2 separate regions of the Hordeum vulgare genome follow, and region 2 is linked to region 1. A link is a contact called in public Hi-C data. All regions are on one chromosome and are shown on one strand. The core of a region is the stretch at or near the end of the contact, and the rest is flanking DNA. Distances in the headings are between cores, read along the strand shown. Region 1 holds the start of LOC123414343 (metal tolerance protein 1-like). Region 2 holds the start of LOC123414717 (glutamate--cysteine ligase B, chloroplastic).

What was found. Hi-C and Micro-C count contacts between places; a contact is called where the count stands out from the background.
Region 2: a contact with region 1 is called in a Hi-C map of leaf, with 5 times the contacts expected there. The contact joins the promoter of LOC123414717 here to the promoter of LOC123414343 in region 1. A contact is called at or near these places in 2 of 6 Hi-C or Micro-C datasets (leaf and seedling).

Annotation. Positions count from the first base shown.
Region 1 is chr1H:46,169,921-46,172,791 of MorexV3_pseudomolecules_assembly, reverse strand. LOC123414343 (metal tolerance protein 1-like) reads left to right here and starts at 1,457. Exons shown (of 2, transcript XM_045106670.1): 1 at 1,457-1,652.
Region 2 is chr1H:46,806,990-46,809,860 of MorexV3_pseudomolecules_assembly, reverse strand. It overlaps LOC123414717 (glutamate--cysteine ligase B, chloroplastic), which reads right to left and starts at 1,425. Exons shown (of 16, transcript XM_045106678.1): 1 at 1,338-1,425; 2 at 967-1,236; 3 at 39-189. The coding sequence starts at 1,217.

The DNA.
Region 1 (2,871 bases), core at 208-2,707:
AAACACGCAGAAAATAGCAACTTGCACTAGACACTGGGTCAATAGGTTAGTTGCCAAAAATGATATAAAACAACATATAAATGCATATAAAGCATCCAAAAATGATAAAATAATAGCATGGAACAATAAAAAAATAGAAATGTTGGAGACGTATCACCCCTACGGTGGATGCGCTCACCCAGGCTAGGTTGTTGATGTCGTGCTAGGATTAGGAGATCCCTTCTGTTCTTCCCACTGTGGTTGCGTGTTGTGATGTTGACATTTGGTGGTGTCTCGGGACATGGATGCGAGGACGGTGGCCCGAAGGGCGGTCAGTATGGTGGCTTTCCGGCAGGTCCCATGACAACAGTGGTGGCTACGCTTGTTGGTCGTCTGGACAATGCGGGGTGTAGCGGTGGGTGGCTCAGGGCTTACTTTGTGTCTTGGGAAATGACGTTGCCCGTATCCGGATCTGGAGGCCGGTTCTCGTCGCGATTGGTCTGGGTATCTCTTGGCGACACAGGTGAGCTGTCGAGCGAAAACTCCGCGCTTTGGCGGCGGCGCCGCCGACATCTGCGAGTGTCGCTATCTTCTTGAAGACGTCATCGTGGTTCCCCTCTCAATGACGAGTCTTCGGGTGAAAACCCTTGTCCTTTTGGGCTTGGCAGCGGTGGTCGTAGCGTTGTACTCTGGTCTTTCCGTCTGTAGTTTTCCAGCCATGTAGTCTTGTGTGATTATGTTGGCTCCGTATTTAGGGATCTGTTGTATCGGGGGGCTACCCCACGACATTATATCGTCCCGCCATGTAACTTGGGTGTTATTGTTTTACATATAAAACGGGACGAAAGCATGTTTTGAAAGACATCAATACCGGCACAAAGGACAAGATAGAAGCAAATAACTTTACGAGTGTTTGCATCCGTATTGCGTTAAAAGAAAGCAGATAGAATCTAGGTTGGATGTACTATTTAAACAGAATTCATACGAAATCTGAACTCTAAAGGCAAATTCCATAGACCCTGTTTGGATCCATGGGTTAGAATTAGAGTTGGTTAGATTGGACTGAACTAACCCAAAACATCCAAACAGGAGAGTTAGAGTTGGTTAGATGCATCTAACCCATCCAAAAAAACTAACCCACCTAAGAGATGCTTATTTGGGTTAGAGTTAGATGGGGCCAAGAAAAGTTACTTTTTCCTCTACCTTCACCATACCAAATCTTGGTTAAAGGAACCAAATGATTGAAAAAAAATCATTTATTTACAATTTAACCCTGCTATTCAAACACCTCTTTAGTTAGAGTTAATTTAAGATTAGTCTAGAATTAGAATTTAACCCTAACCACTAACTGAGTTAGAGGATCCAAACAGAATCATAGTTGGCAAAACCCGGAATGAGGTGAGTGCTGACAATTTTCCCCCTGCGCGGCGTGAGTTGTCTGAGTAAGCCATAAAGAAACCCCTTCCCCGTTTTGCTCGTGTGAGCTGGCCTTATAAAACGAGATCCGCAAGGCACCTGTCCACCCGACCCATCCCTCCTCCTCTCCTACCAGTCCTCCTCCTCGGCCCCCAACCCCGCCGACGCCCGCGCGCGAAGATCGCCAGCCGCCTCCCGCCGCCCTCCCGCGCTCGCGGGGATCACCGGCCGGCCACCGGCGTCCAGAGCAGGCACAGGTAAAACCCATCCCAGTCTCCAAGCATCCAGCCAACATTCCTCCCAGTTCCGTGGACGCCGACGTCCGCTCGGCAGACTCTCCGCTTTATCGTCCATGGCACTCCCCGTCCCCTTCCTCCTCCGTAGTTGCTGCAAAACGTTCTCGCTCCCTCGACTTCGTTCCCGTTTCCGTTCCCGTCGATCGGCGCGGGCGGCACCACCAAGAAGGCGGCAGAAGGCTCCCGACGGCGCGCGGAGCCGTGCGAGACCCTCTTTCTTCCCCCCGCCGCTCTGGTCGCCCGCACGACGAATCGAATGTGCTCGCTCGCACATAGTACGATTCGCCATCAGCCATCATCTCTGACGCGACGCTGCTTTCTTTGAACCTCCAGCAGTAATCCCCCGCTGCTACGTTGGCGAATTCCAGGTTTTCTTTGAACTTCGGTCCTGGTTTGGATGGGTCACAGTAGAGCTCAAATCAGTTTTTTTGGTTTTAATGCGCGCGGCACAAAAGATCCGTAACCTGCGTCGTCGCCGTCACGTGCTTCGAAACGGAAAGCATGGCCGTTTCGTTGCATTCTTCTTCTTCCTTTTTTTTTTACTCTATAATCACGAAGTGGCCACGGTAAATAAATTCTGCGGGAGAAGGGTATCCAAAGGATCGGAGGTCGGGATATCCCTCCTCCTTTTCCTTTCCTTTCCTTTACCGACACGAATTACCCAACTACCCTTGGGCTCGCCCCTTTTCTTCACAATCCCCTGGCGACTCACGCCTCCTTGCCACGAGCCCACGAACCGCCTCCCTCCCTCCCTACCGTCGCGTGTCGCACAACTCCGTGGCGGCGGCGGCGGCGGCGCTGCTCACCGCCGAGGCTCCGTCCATCCCCACCCAGGTTAGCGCCTCTCCTATCCTCGCCTCAGCCTCCCTCCCTCTTCCTCTCGCTCTTCCACTCTCTGGTTGCCCCGCCGTAACCAAGGATGATTATCCGTGGATTGATCTTCCACTCCGCTCCGCCCCGTTGCCACCAATGGGCCATCCACGGCGAGAGGGCTCGCCCACTCCATTCCGCCTCGTGCGGTTCCCGGCTCACCCGCGGCGTCTCCGCGGCGATTTTTTTCTTCTTTTCGTTTCCAGTTTCTGCCGCGGGTGGGTTTCAGTTACGGGGTTGGATCGGGGCGGCTCGGGGTCAGAGGAGGAGGGAGGAAAAGGAAAATCCGAAGGATGCTACTACTACTGCT
Region 2 (2,871 bases), core at 176-2,675, 640 kb before region 1:
AAAACCATATATATCATATTTCTTTCCAGGCATAGTACCTGCTTGAGACCAATAACATGGTTTTCTTCCATTATCTTGTCCCATTCAAATCTCTCAGACAGCCCATTGAGTATGGCACTGATCTGATCATACGTTATAGGGCGCAATGTTTTGACATCAAAACCAAACTTCTCATGTTCTGTGCCAATTCTGCATAACAGGAAATTTACTCACGGAATGGACCAGATAACTAACCGAAATAGTCGGTAGGAATCATACAGGAATAGAAATTCAAGAAAAACAAAAATATATTGTCAAATCCGTAATAATTTGAACACAGGCACCAGAACGATCTTCATCTCCAATAAATGTACTGATTGGAAAAAATGAGTACACTCATCACATTAACAAGATATATTAAGTACTATAGCATATCTAATCTTAGTGAGACTTTTTCTGTCATTTAAGACAATCATTTGTAAGCTTACTTTTTCCACATATAACATACTCGTATTAACTAACATATCAGTTTTTGTTGCTCTATGTACAAATTGCAATTTTACTACTTCCAGCATTATATGAGTGCATGAGCTGCGCCATTTGCCAACAAGATAACACAATGTGTCTCCAATTCAGTTCCTAGTCTAGTATAACTATGCTAACCAATACCATGTGCCCCCTTCCATGAACAACGCAGAGCTTCATTTGCTAATTAGGCACAACTAAAGGTCACTTCGACGCATCCGCCCTCTTACTATTCCTACAATTTCAAACTAGTAGCAAACATCACCCAGTTCGTCACTACAAGGCACTGACTGACTCATGTGAAACTTCCACCGCTCCAGGGGCAACTGAACATTGAATACAAAATCCCCAATTGCAGAGTTAAACAGCAAGCTGGGAAGTGAGAATCGGCCGTTCCAGCCGTTCCAGTTCCAGCAGTAAGTAACAGTACGGGAATTCTACCGCCATGTGGAAGCTCCTCACCTCCAGTTCTCCTTGGGCTTGCACCCGGACGCGAGGTAGGCGACGAGGTCCTCCTTGGTGAGCGGCTCCGTCAGCTTGGCCGCCTCCTCCGTGGGTGGGCTGGCCGCCACGGCCCCGCCGCGCCGCCTCCCCCTCCTCGCCGCCGCGGGGAGCCCGACCACCGCGAACCCCGTCCGGCCCCGCCTACCGGTCCCCGCGTCGCCGTCCGGCGGGACTACCCGCGCCACCGCCAGCCGCGACGCGACCGCCATCGCCACGCCCAACAGGAACCTGAGAGACGGGAAAAAATCCGCAGAAAACGAACAAAAAGCTCAGCGCGAATCGCGGGAATACCGACGCGACGTCGCCATCGCACCCCCCGCCCAACCCACCTACGGAGAACCGGTACGATTCCGTCCGCGATTCGCCGCGCGAGGAGACGGAGACGGAGACGCGCGCGCCGCCGTCCGCCGCTGCTTCAGAGTTCGGGACGGAGGGGGGGAGCGTGCGGGGGGAGGGGGGTGGGATGGGGGCGGCGTCGGCGCGGTTATAAAGCGGTGGGGGGCGGGGCCCACGCGTCAGCGGCGGCGGCGAGGGAGGGCGTCCGTCAGCAGCGACGACGCCTTGAAGTGCGGGATGCTGCTGCGCGCGTCACCCAATCCGCTCCCTCAGCAGCTGGTGAGTGAGCAGAGCAGGGGGTGATTTGGACAGCTGGCGATTTGCTAATCCTTCCTTTTTTTTTTGCCTTTCCTCGGTGGTGGGGGGCGCTGGCGCTAATGATTACGGCTTGTTAATTGCTGGGATTAAGCTTCGCCGATGGTTCTCGTACGGCCGCCGCCGCCAGTGGCTAATGACGTCGGCGATGAGGTGGGGCGCAGGCGCTCCGTGCCACGGCCACGGCCACGGCGGCGGCATGAAAGCGCACGGCTCGACATGAGAGAGAGAGAGAGAGAGAGAGATTGTCTTGCGTTGAGAAGAAAAATATTACGCCGTTTTGCTTGCACACTGATTCGTCCTGGAAGCTCCTGGTGCCTCGGCTCTCAGAACGACATCCAGAGCACGCGTTTTGTCGTCCGAGAGAAGATGAAAACGGAACAAAAATTGTCTGCCAGGCGCTACTACGATGCCATCCCTTCTCCTGGTAGTACATTTGCATGATCATGGATCGGAATGAACCTTGCCCGTCTTCGAGGGCAGGTTCGGCCCTGGACGGCCGTGGCTTTTCGGACTGCACCGTCACGAGCATCAGTGCACGTGCACTTATACTACGTACTAGGCTCTTTTTAAAAAACTTTGGGCGACTTTGCTCAATTATCACAAGGTCCTTTAAGAACGGTATGAATATAAGAAGTCGGAGGGGCTCATCATGCCGCGGACAAATGTGAAGCAAGCTTAAAAGCAGCGCCATTTTGCTCTCGGCCACGATGCTTGATCATCGCCGTGTCGAAGGAACTCGTCGATTCTGAATAATCATCGGTTATCGCCGCTCGCTCTATATTCTAAACAATCTTGGATGCCGAAAAATAAACGGCTTTGATAATCTAAGGTTAAGGTTAGTTGTTTTCTCTTTTGATAACTCTTGTTCGAGCAGATGTCACCAACCCTAATTCTTAGGGCGTTTGTCTTACAAAAACCATAACGTCGAGAGGCGTAGAAGGGAGTAGAGCATGGCGGTCGGGTACCATTGGCATAGTTTGTTAAGCGGTGGTTTTAGGGAGTGACAACAACATGTAGAAAAGGAGCACGGCATCACAAGAGCAACAATGACTACATCATGGAGCGTGTAGTGCTTTTTTTGTCGATGTTGCGCTCATAATCCAATTTACTTCGTCTTCATCGGTGGTAGGAGAGGAGAGAGGTTTCGTGATGATTTAGCTGTTGATTATATTTTTTAAAGGTTTATTACATGTATTTTTTTTCTTTTCC